4 separate regions of the Mus musculus genome follow, and regions 1, 3 and 4 are each linked to region 2. A link is a contact called in public Micro-C and promoter capture Hi-C data. All regions are on one chromosome and are shown on one strand. The core of a region is the stretch at or near the end of the contact, and the rest is flanking DNA. Distances in the headings are between cores, read along the strand shown. Region 1 holds the start of Adgrf3 (adhesion G protein-coupled receptor F3). Region 2 holds the start of Kcnk3 (potassium channel, subfamily K, member 3). Region 3 holds the start of Drc1 (dynein regulatory complex subunit 1). Region 4 holds the start of 3110082J24Rik (RIKEN cDNA 3110082J24 gene).

Region 1 (3,407 bases), core at 718-3,217, 380 kb before region 2:
GTACACAGAGGGTGCAGGATGGTAACAACTCCCATCCTCGTTGGGGAAGCACTCTGGTCTATGGTTCCAAGTTGTCATTGCAAAGTGCATGTGTCTTTCTAGGCCTCACAGCTAAAGAGCTGGAGAGCCCCACCCCCACCCCCACCCCCAGAGCCTCACTGTGGCCCTTTCTGTTTCTTCCTCCCCACCCCACCCCCTTTTTTTGTTTTTTGTTTTTTCGAGACAGGGTTTCTCTGTATAGCCCTGGCTGTCCTGGAGCTCACTTTGTAGACCAGGCTGGCCTCAAACTCAGAAATCCGCCTGCCTCTGCCTCCCGAGTGCTGGGATTAAAGGCGTGCACCACCACGCCCGGCTTTGTTGTTTTTTTTTTTTGTTTTGTTTTTTTTTTTTTTTTTGGTTTTTTTCGAGACAGGGTTTCTCTGTATAGCCTTGGCTGTCCTGGAGCTCAGTTTATAGACCAGGCTGGCCTCAAACTCAGAAATCCGCCTGCTTCTGCCTCCCAAGTGCTGGGATTAAAGGCGTGCACCACCAAGCCCGGCTCCTTTCCCCTTTCTTGATACCCCTGCCCCCCAGTCCTTCCACTCACCCCCTTCTCCACTGTACTGGTTCAGTTGCTGCCCAGATTTCCCTCCATATGGACTGAGCTCCTGGAAAGAGATAGAGGAGACTCTGAGGAGAGAGGCTGGTCTCAAGTTCCTGCCAGGGTACCCTCAGGGGCAGCCTGGCTACTCTGGTGTGACTTGGTCTCTTAGAAGTTCTTCTTTAGGCCAGAGGTCAAATGTAAGTATCTGGAGGGAGAAAAGGATGTTCAGAAACGGGGACAGGGGCACAATTCCAGGGACCCTGCCAGGGCCAGCAGCCTCACCTGAAACCAGGAACCAGGCACACCCTGGAAGTCAACATGCTTTGTTTAGCTCCTTCCTGAATTGACCTGTCCCTGGGCCTCTAGGCTAATTGAAATGGCTGGGTCCAGAGCTCCAACAAGGAGTCAGGGTCCTGCAAATTAACCCATGTTTTCCTCTCAAAATCCCATGTGTGTATGCATCTAAAACCAGATGGCAGCTCACACTTGCAATCTCAGCACCCAGGAGACTGAAGCAGGAAGACTGTAGCAAGTACAAGGACAGCCTGGGCAACAGAGTGAACCTTTATTTAAAAAACAAACAAACTAACTAACAACAATCACCCCAAAATATAAATAATAAAACCAGAAGGAAGCCAGACATGGTGGTTCAAGCCTGTACAATAATCCCAGTGCTTAAGATAATGGGGCAGGGGTATCCCTTACTTAAGATAATGGGGCAGGAGTATCCCTTACTTAAGTGCAAGGGTTCAAGAGCAGCCTGGGCAACACAGAAGATCCACACAGAAAATAAAAACAAGGAAGTACATGAAAACTAGGAGGATATAACACAAACAAACAAACAGGTGCAGGCAAGGATAGGCTATAGATAAGACATGCCACAGAGGAAGCTACAGATAGGGATATTTAGATCTGGGGATTGCAGTAGATTAGGAGCTGTAGATAAATAGATAATAAAATGCAAGCCTAGGCTCCACGCTTCTCCTCAGACTCTTTCCCATCGTCTATGCTAATAAGCTTCTACATCTGCAAAGGTTTTCTTCTCATTTCATTGTAAGTTGGTAGCCAAAAGAGCAGCAGGTGTCGTAGGGTGTCATGGGGACTCAGGTAAAGCTATGGAAGTGTCCCCTCACCCTGGGCAGGAAGATTGCCTTCTTGGGGGCAAGCTGGTCCCTTCCTTCCACCTTTCATCCTACACCCTGTGGTTCCTCACAACCTGTGGCTCTGACTGTGGCCTCTGCAGGTCTCCCCAGGGTCCTCACTCACCCCAGTACTTACTGATTGGGCTGTGGGGACAAATGTTGGCTCCAACTCCAGCAGGGGAAGAGTCACGGCCAGGAGCAGCTGGGAGAGAGCTAGAGAGGACATGGCTCAACGCAGCAGTCCCTAAAGCCCTCCGGCTGTTCCAGGATGCAAATTTCCTCCCCCCACCCCCCCCCACCCCCCGCCCCAGCTGGCAGGGCTATTACTGAAGGAAGGGAGGAAAGATCAGAGGGAGCCAAGGTGAGTTGACAGAGCAAGTGTCACAGCCTGTGATTCGGGCAGATATGCTTCCAGGTCACTGGGGCCACCTGGACCCCCACATGATTCTGTGAGAGGAGTGTGCCTTGGTTCTCCTGGGCAGGCGGAGGGGACACAGGTACCACGTCACAAAAAACAACAGGTCACAGAGGCAGGTTCAGGCATGGTCCCCAGGGCCTAGGAAACTTGGATCATTTTGGAATGCCTCCAGGAAGCTAGACCTTCAAAACTGAACCAAGGTTAGAAAAGACTATAAAGGGGGCAGCAAGATGCCTCAGAGGGTAAAGGAGCTTGCCGCCAAACTCCACAGCCTGAACTGGTCCCTGGAACACACATGGTACAAGAAAGCCAGCTCTTGTTCCATCAAACACCTTGAATCCGTCCCCTGTATTTGTATGTCAGAATACCTCAGGCTGGGTTGAAGAATAGAAAATTACTGGCCTCTTGTGAGAACATGAATTTTTTACCTCGGAGCCCACCCCCTCCCATCTAGAGATTGTTCCCAGAACACTCCTAAACTTTTCACCCCAAAACTCCTCACCCTAAAGTTTGAACCCTCCCAACTAAAAACTGTTCCAAAAACATTTTTGAGATAAAGGCCTCCTGGAACAACCTCAAAATGAACCAGGTACTCCTTAGTTACGTAGGTTCCTTGATAGGACATGACTCCTTAGTTACGTAGAATCCTTTGGCAGAACCCCTTGTCCCTTGGCAGAACTCCCTAGTGATGTAAACTTGTACTTTCCCTGCCCAGTTCTCCCCCTTTGAGTTTTACTATATAAGCCTGTGAAAAATTCTGGCTGACCGTCGAGACTCCTCTACCCTGTGCTAAGGTGTATGAGTTTCGACCCCAGAGCTCTGTGTGCTTCCATGTTGCTGCTTTATTTCGACCCCAGAGCTCTGGTCTGTGTGCTTTCATGTTGCTGCCTTATTAAATCTTGCCTTCTACATTTTATGTATGGTCTCAGTGTCTTCTTGGGTACGCGGCTGTCCCGGGACTTGAGTGTCTGAGTGAGGGTCTCCCCTCGAGGGTCTTTCAGGGTAATTTTTTGTTTTGATTTGTTTTACAAGACAAGGTTTCTCTGTGTAGCCCTGAATGTCCTAGAACTCACTGTGTAGATTGGACTGGCCTCAAACTCAGAGATCCATTTGCCTCTGCCTCCCCAGTGCTGGGATTAAAGGTGTGTGCCACCACAACTGGCAGGCAGGGTTTTGTAACAAATAGAAATGTATTTGGCTTACTGTCTTGGGTCTTGAGGGGTTGCATCTTTTGGGGGTCTTCACACGTGGCAGGAACATGGTA
Region 2 (3,574 bases), core at 965-3,464:
TAAATGGTTCCTGGGAGGATCCTGACTGGGAACCAGCACATCAGAAGTGCATGGGATTCTGGGAATGGCATGGCTCTTCTTCCTGAAGCCAAAGGATGCCAGGGACAAAGATCCCCAACAGGCCCACAAGGCCAAGGAAAGACCTTCCTTTGTGGGGAGAGGAGGCACAGGTCCCTCATTGAGGTGTGCTGGTCTAGACGCCTGAGTCTTTAAAAAAGGTAAAGGTCACTAGAGAACCTCACCTATTCTCCTTGCAAACATGTGACTTCCTTTGATTCCTTACAGCCAACTGCTCAGGAGACTAATACATAATGATCAAACCCATCTTACAGGTGGAGAAAGAAAGGCTCAAGGACTCAAGGAGAAGACTGTCAAGGAGAAGAATGTGAGCTCGAGAAACAGACAAGAAGTCTCTTTCCAACTCAGTGACCCTGGGTGATTGTATTGCTGTTAGCCTCAGTTTCTTCATCTATAAAACAGTCCTAATTATAAGCAAACCTACCTTTGAGGACCAAGGAAAAGATTAAGGTCACAGGTATAGCATACTCTGAAAGATACAGGGTTGCATCCTTGTGGACTGAATGGGCAGGTAGCTCTTCTGAGGTGCTTTTGGACACAAAGTGGTATCTGGCAATGACATCCCAGCCCAGAATGTGGCAGATGGTGCCCCCCCCCCCCCCGCTGGCTACCTCCTGAGCCATGAGTTTTGGGTCTCTTCCACAACTCTCTGCTCGGCCTATGCCAGGGTCCTGTGAAGGGCTGTTTGACCCTTCTTGGCACTGGGATTTGCATTCCGATCATTCTGCTCTCTCAGCCCATCCATGTCCAGTGCTGTTTGGAGCTGAGTAAGGCCCCAGGGATCATCTGCCATGACAACTCATGGCAGAGATAAGGACAGGAGGCTCCAAGAGGGGCAGGGACACTTTGCCTGAGTTCCCACTGCCTGGCCAGTTTCCTCTTCAGTGCCACAGACACCAGGTTGACAGATGAAGAAACTAAGGCAGAGGGACCCCTATGCCAGTTCCTTCAGTCTGTCAGAGAGTTACCAGGTCTGGATGCCCTTACCCCAACCCCAGTTTTAGCTGTATCCCCAATCCTGTGCTGTGCTACAAGGTGGCATCCTTTGTTTTCTATGTTGCAATGCCCAAGTCAAGCCTGTTGTGCTGGTGTAGGGCAAGGGCCATCAATATCAAGATGGGGTAAGTGGTCACAGCCACCAGCCTAGGCTTTCTCAGCCAGTCCCCAGTGCCTGGTGCTAACCTGGGAGGGACTCAGTGTTCGGAGAGAAAGCTCTCCCTTGGGTATTGGCTCCTGTGTGTCCTGGGCCACAGCAGATCCCTGCCAGTTTCTAAGATAAGCCAAACGCTGGAGCACAGGAAGGGTCATGTGATCTGAGTGGAGAGGACTGAGCCCTGGTCTTTCCCCCAACTCTCCAAGTGTGTCATATGTGTCAGCTCACCTCCTATGCCCCAGGTTCCTTATCCATGGGCTAAAGATTGAGCCAGTGGGACCCAAGGTCCCCTCCAGCCTCAGCACTATGACTAGGGCAAGGGTGGAGAAAAGGGATTGCTTTTGGGAGCTTGGGGTCTTGCCCTTTCCTCTCCTCTTTCCGCCCCTTTTCAGGACATTTGTACTCCAGCACTCACAAGTTTCCCCGTCTCAGTCTGTCCCTCTCTTTGCATCGTTTGCACCGCATTTTCCTGACAGATCCCTCTTTTCCTGGGTCTGTGTGGTTAGTCTCCTCCATCACACACACACACACACACACACACACACACACACACACACACACAGAGGCCCCTACCCTGGGTCCTCTCCCTTCCCTGTAGTTATCTGTTTTCCTGCCTAGTTTTCTCTGGGGCTGGCGGGCTGGATCTCTGTCTCCCTCTCTCTCTCTCTCTTTCTCTCTCTCTTTCTCCCTCCCTCTCCCATCTTGCTCACCCCCCCCCCCCAGCTCTCGCTCTCCCTCTCTCTCGCTCTCTCTCTCCCGCCTCTGTCCTGCCCGGGTTCTCCCGCTTGCTCCCCCCTCCCCCCCCCCCGCCCTCGGCACGGCTCCCCAGTCCTTATTTGGCTGGGCGGGAGGGCAGGCGGGAGGTGGCGGCCCGCGGCCGGGGGGCGGGCGCGGGGGCGGGCGGAGGAGGGTGGTGGGTGGTGCTGAAGGGACAGCTCCGCGGCGGCCGGCAGCGGCGGCGGCGGTGGCGGCGGCGGCGGTGGCCCCGGGGTGCGGAGCTGGTGCCCGGCGTGGAGATCCGCGAGCGCAGCCATGCCCCAGGCCGCCTCCGGGGCAGCAGCGGCGGCGGCGGCCGGGGCCGGGGCGCGGGCCGGAGACGCCGGAGGGCCGGCGAGGACCCGGGAGGGACGATGAAGCGGCAGAATGTGCGCACGTTGGCTCTCATCGTGTGCACCTTCACCTACCTGCTGGTGGGCGCCGCGGTGTTCGACGCACTGGAGTCGGAGCCGGAGATGATCGAGCGGCAGCGGCTGGAGCTGCGGCAGCTGGAGCTGCGGGCGCGCTACAACCTCAGCGAGGGCGGCTACGAGGAGCTGGAGCGCGTCGTGCTGCGCCTCAAGCCGCACAAGGCCGGCGTGCAGTGGCGCTTCGCCGGCTCCTTCTACTTCGCCATCACCGTCATCACCACCATCGGTAACTACACTCGCCGCGCCGGCGGGGACGGGGGCGGGGACCTGGGATGCTGGGGAGCCGCCCGCGGCTGAGGGGTCCCTGCGGAGCGGGGCGGGTCGCCGAACCCGCGCGCTCCCAGTGGCCGGGGCTCAGCCCGGTGTGTCTGCTCTGCGGGAACCCCTGACTTCGACCTGTCTCCAGTCCGGCCAGCCCTAAGTTGGCCTTGCCGGGCTGTGCGAGGACCCCAGGGGACTTAAGTGTGTGAGAGGGACAGGAGCGGCCGGCCGAGGCTCGGGAGGAGGGGTGTGGCCGGGCTAGGCCCTGGGGCTGGGCATCCAGAGTAAGGGCCGGAGAGAGCGCCACTCCTCCGTGTCCCTGACGCTGGGCTTGGGCACCCGGGTGTCCACACCTGCTGGGCGTTGGGAAGGCACGTAGATGCCGGAAAGCTGCACTCCGCGACACACGGGGCCACTCTCTAACTGCGACTGAGTGCTGCTAGGGAGGGGGGTGGGTTGCGTGTGTCCGTGTGGGTGTGTGAGTGTGAGTGTGAGTGTGTGTCCACCTCCATGAGTTTGGGCTGCACCAGACAGGGCCTGTAATTCTCTGAGGGCAGCAGATCAGGGGCTGGAATCCAGATTCTGTCCTGTTAGCCTTCTTCCCCAGTGTCCCAGTAAAACAGTCACCTCACGGGAATGGCTCCACTTCTTTTCCAAAGCCAGGGCAGATCATGCTGTAGGAGGCCATACACACACCCAGCTCCTCTGAGAACATGACACACAGGTACACACACACACACACACACAGAGAGAGAGAGAGAGAGAGAGAGAGAGAGAGCACAAATAGATGTCTGCCAGGAAAAGCACCTCAAGACAGGCCCTTTGCCGTGTTGCTGAAGTATCCAACCAGGATTACACAGTGTAACCATTCCCAGGACCCTGTGATTTGCAGCCC
Region 3 (3,382 bases), core at 413-2,912, 310 kb before region 2:
CCCCTGCTACCTCAGTGCCCAGTTAATCCCATTGCCTTTCATCCATTCAGTTGAGCAGCAGCATCTGCAACCCTAAGGTCTGGCATAAGCAGAGACCACAAAGCCCTTCAGATGTGCTGGTGGCCCTCTCACCAGTTTGCATCTTATAGGATTTATGAAGGGTGTGTCTTCTGGGCTTTCCTATTATAGAGGATTAGGTTTTACACAGCAAACTCATTCTTTTTTTTTTTTTTTTTTTTTCGAGACAGGGTTTCTCTGTAGCCTTGGCTGTCCTGGAACTCACTTTGTAGGCCAGGCTGGCCTCGAACTCAGAAATCCGCCTGCCTCTGCCTCCTGAGTGCTGGGATTAAAGGCGTGTGCCACCACCCCCAGCAGCAAACTCATTCTTGCATTGCAACTTCCCTAAGCCATAAAACCCCTTCATCATCAAGGAATGTCTAGCATGTCTGAGTCCCTAAGTTCAGTCTCCAATGCTACAAAAATAAAACTGTCGAGTGGTTTGCATTAGGGATAGTGTCTTGAAATGTAGCCCTGCTTGGCCTAGAACTTTACAGTCTTCCTATCTCAGCCTCCCAGAGGGCTGATTGTGAACCACTATGTCTGCATGTCTGTGTGTATTATTATTATAAGGGTGGGTATTATTATTATTATTATTTTGGTATAGGGCTTTACATTTCTTATTTTAATTTAGTTTAGAAATGGAGTCTCATTGTGTTCCAGGATGACCTGGAACACAATCCTGAGTTCTGGGATTACAGGAGTGGTGTTTTTGTTTTGTTTTGTGTGTCCTGTCCAAGGTGCTCCAACGAACCAACTGGTGTAGGTAAACCCTTTACCATTGAGCCGTACCACAAGCCCACAGGCATAGTTTTAATTCTTAAAGAGAACATTAAAAAACAACAACAAAAAAAAAACCACTTTTTACACCTATGATTTTGTGTGCCCATATGCCACTGTGGCATGTGAAGGTCAAAGGACAATTTATCAGTACTGGTACTTTTTCCATAGTGTGGGCCTAAAGGATTGAACTCAGTTGGTCACTCTCCTTGGCCATAAACATTGACTGCTGAGCCTTCTCTCTGGCCCCAGGACATTATTTTGTTGACAAGGGGACACACGGTGCCTAAGGCATGATGTCCCCCCCCCCGCCCCCGCAGACTGCTGCTTTGAGAGAGCGGTGGTGTCCTGGGTTCTTCCCCGCCCCCCCCCCCCCAACCATTCTCCTGAACCCACCTCTTTTTCGGTCATGGCTACAGATGATGAGTGTACTTGAGTTCACACTTCCAAAACTGCAATGGGCTGAGGTGGTCTCCCACTCAGCTTAAGGAAAGGACGCCACTGTCTCTAGCTATATAATACAATGCTTTTCATGTTGCAGGTACTCAGTTATTTTGGAGCAAAGTGCCTTTTAGGAATATTCATTTGGTAAGGTGGATGATGAATTGGGCTTTTGAGTCAGAAAGAGATGCGGTGCGGTTTGTTCCATCTGCCTTCGTGGGGTCAAGTCAGCCCCTCCAAACCAACTTCAGGCAAGGGGAATCAAGTCCACATTTGGGATACAAATATACAACTCGTAGTGCCTGACAGAGAAGCTGGGCTGGAGCGCCGCGCGACAGCTAGCCAGAGATGGGTCAGGTGACTGCTTTCCCTTGGCAACGGCTTGTTCCTAGCAACCCGGCTGCTGGTCCAGGCGGAGCTGCCAGTGGGTGGGAGACGCCGCCATGAATCCCTCAGGAACCATTGGGGTCCTAGAGCAGAATGGGGAAGAACACTTAGCCACCCCGATTCTCGGACCCTCGGTGCATTCGGATAACCCGCAGGAGCGGATCCAGGCCCGGCGCCTGCGCATCGCTGCTCGTCAGGAAGCCCGAAGGCGGTGAGCTGGGTGGCCGGGTGGTGCGATGGGGAGCCCAGAGTGCCCTGCAGGGAGCTGGGGCCGGGCTGGGTGGGAGCTCCATGGTAAGGTGTGTGTGTGTGTGTGTGTGTGTGTGTGTGTGTGTGTGTGCGCGCGCGCGCCCTGGGTGTAAACAGAAAAACTTTTCTTCTAGAACATTCAAGCAGTGAGTTTTGGGACAGCTAGGGCTACATAATGAGACCCTGTCCCAATATTTGAAAATAAAAATAAAAAAGTTCTAGGTCAGATTTATTCCAGAGGCTAGAGTTTGTTGACGAGATGTAATGGACCGCGATCTGTGAAAGAGTCGGTTATCCCCATTCTACTGAGAATACCTTATCACAGCCAGTGAGCATATGTGATTGTGTGTTCCACACAGATATGAGCATCTTGATCCATTTTAAAATTAAAAAATAAAATAAAATAAAGCCAGGTTAGTGGCTTATGCCTTTAATCTCAGTACTGGAGTGGCAGAGGCAGGCAAATCTCTTTGAGATCAAGGCTAGCCTAGTCTACGTAGGAAGGCCTTGACACCTCAAAATAAAAATAAAATAAGAGTAAAAGCTTTCATTTCACTTAGTGGCCACACTCCCTGGGCCCAAGGCCATGTCGACGGATCTACTGTAGCAAAGGCGGGGTGGCTGCTTGCTTGTGCTTGCGGACATTGATGATCATTGTCTAGAATCCATCCAGGTACTGCAAGTGCCAGACCTGTGAATTAAGAGGGGATGTGATAGGAGCCACCACACTTGCATTCCCACCATGTTCCCTAGGCTTTGGTGTCTTTATTAGCTTAGGTAAAGTTTAAGGGACATCCACTAGTCACCAGACTTCATGTGACAGTTGTTCAACTTCTAAGTCGTTCATTCCACTTTTACTTTTGGTGGTCTACAGACCCAGCAGAAGTACAAGATGGAGGTCTGTGTGCCTCCATCCTAGTTGGGCAAGGCTGTGATCATGGTTAGCATCTCTTGTTGTCATGGTAACTCAGATCTGTTTTTAATTGTCCTAACACTGTCTGGGTATCCCCTTCCCTGACAGTTCCCTGATGACCTTCAATCCCCTTGGGGAAAGGCTAGGAGCCTCACTACATTATGTATTTGCATTGTGTTCTCTGTTCTTCCTCCTGGGATCCCTGCCACCTCTTTGGTTAGGAGGTTCTGGGATGAGAACTGGGGTTGGTTCAGGAACTGGGCAAGGCAGAAGCATCCTTAGTAAGCTTGTCTGTTGCTGCTGTTTGGCTAACAGATGAACTGGACTCTTATCTGCTCTTCTACTTGTCTCCAAGTGATGCCACATTTATCCATCTCCAAAGCTGTCCGAGGATCATGGTCTTGGTTGTTGCTGTGGTGTTTAACAAGGAGACTGGGGGGCTGGAGAGATGGCTCAGTGGTTAAGAACTCTGACTGCTCTTCTGAAGGCCCTGAGTTCAAATCACAGCAACCACATGGTGGCTCACAACCATCCGTAATGAGATCTGATGTGCTC
Region 4 (3,477 bases), core at 9-2,508, 480 kb before region 2:
ATTCCAACACTACTTAGATTCAAACTCCAAGTGCCGCCTGCCCTCTTTGCTCCTCCCCAGTCTGAGCATCCCCGCCGCTGAGCTTGGAGTAGCGGATGTGAGCAACGCAGCAATCCTGAGTCCGGACTCCGCGAGGCCTTGGCACGAGGGGAAAACCTCGGACACCCACCCGGCCAGAGTCCCATCGGACCTGTTCTCTTTTCCCTAACCATCTCCACCCCGAGCACCCTGTCACCTGGGCGCTCCGGGGGTGCGGGCCCGGCGGGCGGGGCGCGGGGCGGGGATGGGGGTGGGGGCTGATGCCCCGTGGAAGGAGGCTGGCCACGTGACTCCCGAGGCTCAGCTGGGCTGCCAGGCGGGGAGCGCCGCTTCGGCCCAGGAGGAGGTGGTGGGCGCGCAGCCCGAGCTGCGCGGGACTGGCCGTCGGGGTCCCGGGACGGCGAACCCCGGGGAGCGCCCATGCCATGGAGAAGCTGGCGGCCGGGCTGGCCGGGCTGCGCTGGAGCATGGGCGCTTTCCCGCTGGACCTCATCGTCAGCCGCTGCCGCCTGCCCACGCTCGCCTGCCTCGGACCAGGTACCCGGTGTCTAGAGGGGAGACGGAGGCGGAGGATGCGAAAAGTCGGGGCTTCGCTCTGTTGGAGCTGGCAGGACTTACAGGCGCATTCAGTCACTACCCTCCCTGTCCCCGTTGATGGGGGGCTTTGCTTGTCTTCTGGGGCTGCTCCTGGCACAACCGGAGCCCCCAAGTCTGGGAGCCGCTTCTGGGCCCCTCCGACCCCCCACAGGGTTAGTAACTGGCCGCAGGGTTGCAACAAAGTTTTCAGTCCCCCTGGAGCCAGTAGCGATGCTGAGTCTGTGGGCCGCTCTGTCGGTGCACCCCGCTTTCCCGGCGCCTATCGGCCCCTGCCCAGGCCGCACCCCCTTGATCCCTTTGTCTTCCAGCCTCTCACCTTCATCGTACCGCATCTCTTGGACCACGATAGGTCTTTCCCTACCATCCCCGCTAGTCCCTTTTTGGGACCTTTCCTGAACCGTCCTTTGACATCCTGAGGTCTTTTGGCAACGGGCAGACTATCCTCCGGAGAGGCCTGAGTGAGCGGGCCGGCCACCAGGCACCCCCCTCCCACACACACACACCCTTCCCTATCTCAGCAGAGGACCCCCGGCCCTCCCCCACCTCTCGTCCTATTTCGCCAGCAGGTGCGGGTGTTCCGATGATGGGACCGAATATAGGAGAGCCTGAAGGCTGCACAGAGCAAGAGGACTGTAGTGTTGGGGGAAAGGGGAGCTGTTTGGTTGGGGGAGGGGCGGGAGCCGGGGCTGGCAGCCAGGCTGGGGGTTTTGTGTGTGAGAAGAATAGGGGTTTGGCCCGCGTTGGCACACTCGCTTCCCTGAATGCTAATGGGACTCCTGTGCTGTTCTTGGACTGGCAGCCCCTCCTCAGACCCGCAACAGCAAGAACTGGGCACAGTGAGCACCAGGCGGGCCGAAGCAGGCTCAGTGGGACTTCAGTGTGTCCCGGTCCTTTAGGTGGAATACCTGGCAGTCTAACTCTGGTGGGACCTCACTCACTGCTCAGCGTGAGATCCCAGGACTGCGCTTGCAGCTGGACTGTGTCTGCTTGTGAATAGGAAATTCTGCCCTAGGTTCTTCCTGCTCACTTCCCACGCATCTCTTTGACACCCTTTTCTTTGAGTTCTTTTCTGAGCGCTTCTTTATGGCTAGGACTTCTCTGTGCTTCCCTGACACCTGTGCGCCCCATTCCACAGGGCTGCTGGCTTTTGGGGAGGGCCAAGGAGTATGGACATTCATTCATTAAGTGAATGAATGAATGAGCAATAGTGTGGGATGGCCTAGCTGTCTGTGACAGTGTGGTTATTACTGTCGTAACCATTAGAATAAAAATGTATGCTTGAAATTGTGTGTCCTTGGAAGTCCTCTCGTTGGTATGCATTCAGGAGGGGTCCCCTGGTAGGATCTTGAGACTGAGTTGTGCTGTTTGGATGACAAGCATTTGTCTTGTTGGGTGCAGCTGAACTATTGCTGAGGGTGACCCCTGGCTATTGGTGTGTATACCTGTGTGGCTTTGGCCTGTGTCTCTGTGGAGGAGTGGGGGGTGGGGCTTGTTAGATTAGCTCCAAGGAGAGCTTGTAGAGCTGGAGGAGAAACAACAAACCTCCCCTGTGCATATTTGCACTTTAGTGCACATACATCCTCACACCCAGAATGGGAGATCTTCCCCTGAAAGCCCTGCATACCCCACCCATTGTTCACCCCACATAGACATGCTTTATGAAGTCCCCCGCTGTTAGAGTAAACCATTTCCCATTCATTGGGCTGGTAGAAAAATTGTAAGATGTGTGTGTGTGTGTGTGTGTGTGTGTATGCCCACACGCGCGTGTGCACGTGAGGGGGCTGGGAAGGAGACATCCCCACCCCCACTGTGCCCACCAGCTGCATCCAGGATACGCCCCATCAGTCTCCTGGAAGCTGGGCTGCCCCCTCCTGCTCCCCTGGAAACCGTTGCTGGGGATGGAGCCTCTTGAGCCCAGACCCCTCCCAACCCCTGCACCTCTGCCCCTGGGCTGTTTCCCTCAGACTAGACTCCTTCCCCCTCCCCCACTCTGCTTTCCTAAATCCAGTGCCTGTGCTACCCCAACTTTAAGAAATAGCTTCTCTGGGGTGGGGTTTCCTCCCCTATCCTTTGAGGTCCTGTGAATGTAAGACTCTGTGGCAGTGGGCAGAGAGGAAACGTGTTTCTCTGAGAGATTCAGGAGTAAACCATGCCATTCGGAGCTAACAGTGACTGTGAGAGCCCTCATAGCCAGGACCCACGGGACAAATTCTTTCTAGTCCTTTCCTTGCTTGGCCTGGGCACTGACTTGACAGGATCCCACTGATGTGAATTTGCCCGGTCCTAGAGAGTAACGACTCTTTTACTCCACCCCAGCCTGGTGGCCTCCTCCTCCATGTCCCTACACACCCTCAGCTCTGTGCCTCCAACTTGCTTCCTGCGTGTCTCCTGAGGCCAGAGCATGGCTAGAGGGCAGAAGCTGGCTGGCCCAGACTCATCCACTGGGAGTCCCCAGCCTCAGCTTGGGCCAGGACAGCAGGCACTCCAGTGGAATGATGAATGGGAGGCTGTGGTGGCTGTAGTTACCAAGTCCCCATAGGAGAGACAGAGCTTTGGGGCTCAGGCCAAACTCACAACACAGCTGACAGCCCACTGCCTCCGCTGGTGTTGCGGAGCAGTACAGGGATCACAGGGCACAATCCCCAGGCAGGGGCTTGCTGAGGAAGGGGGAGTGGGTTGGGTGAGGGGGGGGGGACACTCAGGAATGTCACCCAATCTTTTTTTTTTCTTTCTCTCCTGACTTTCTCTCTTCTTTCCTTCTTCCCCTTCTCTTCCTTTCCTCTCCCAGGAGAGTATGCTGAGGGAGTCAGTGAACGAGACATCCTGCTGATCCACTCCTGC

What was found. Promoter capture Hi-C pulls out the DNA fragments that hold promoters and counts their contacts. Hi-C and Micro-C count contacts between places; a contact is called where the count stands out from the background.
Region 1: a promoter capture Hi-C map of embryonic stem cells shows a contact between it and region 2, with 2.8 times the contacts expected there. The contact joins the promoter of Adgrf3 here to the promoter of Kcnk3 in region 2. A contact is called at or near these places in 7 of 39 promoter capture datasets (the 3T3-L1 cell line, HPC-7-derived erythroid cells, embryonic stem cells and 4 more), 1 of 484 Hi-C or Micro-C datasets (nephron progenitors), 3 of 115 datasets of contacts at active chromatin or transcription factors (embryonic forebrain, forebrain and stem cell-derived neural progenitor cells) and 1 of 9 other capture datasets (liver).
Region 3: a contact with region 2 is called in a promoter capture Hi-C map of embryonic stem cells, with 2.1 times the contacts expected there. The contact joins the promoter of Drc1 here to the promoter of Kcnk3 in region 2. A contact is called at or near these places in 5 of 39 promoter capture datasets (cranial neural crest, embryonic stem cells, frontonasal cranial neural crest and 2 more) and 1 of 9 other capture datasets (pancreatic islet).
Region 4: a Micro-C map of embryonic stem cells shows a contact between it and region 2, with 2.5 times the contacts expected there. The contact joins the promoter of 3110082J24Rik here to the promoter of Kcnk3 in region 2. A contact is called at or near these places in 1 of 484 Hi-C or Micro-C datasets (embryonic stem cells) and 1 of 115 datasets of contacts at active chromatin or transcription factors (embryonic stem cells).

What each region holds. Positions count from the first base shown.
Region 1 is chr5:30,203,755-30,207,161 of GRCm38.p6, forward strand. Adgrf3 (adhesion G protein-coupled receptor F3) reads right to left here and starts at 1,968. Exons shown (of 14, transcript NM_001014394.2): 1 at 1,862-1,968; 2 at 587-647. The coding sequence starts at 1,951.
Region 2 is chr5:30,585,956-30,589,529 of GRCm38.p6, forward strand. It overlaps Kcnk3 (potassium channel, subfamily K, member 3), which reads left to right and starts at 2,215. Exons shown (of 2, transcript NM_010608.2): 1 at 2,215-2,644. The coding sequence starts at 2,362. Gm9899 (predicted gene 9899) reads right to left here and starts at 2,664. Exons shown (of 4, transcript NR_040427.1): 1 at 2,416-2,664.
Region 3 is chr5:30,279,731-30,283,112 of GRCm38.p6, forward strand. It overlaps Drc1 (dynein regulatory complex subunit 1), which reads left to right and starts at 1,663. Exons shown (of 17, transcript NM_001033460.4): 1 at 1,663-1,876. The coding sequence starts at 1,722.
Region 4 is chr5:30,104,828-30,108,304 of GRCm38.p6, forward strand. 3110082J24Rik (RIKEN cDNA 3110082J24 gene) reads right to left here and starts at 1,259. Exons shown (of 3, transcript NM_001256263.1): 1 at 1,180-1,259; 2 at 236-587. The coding sequence starts at 532. It overlaps Garem2 (GRB2 associated regulator of MAPK1 subtype 2), which reads left to right and starts at 369. Exons shown (of 6, transcript NM_001167879.1): 1 at 369-576; 2 at 3,425-3,477. The coding sequence starts at 465.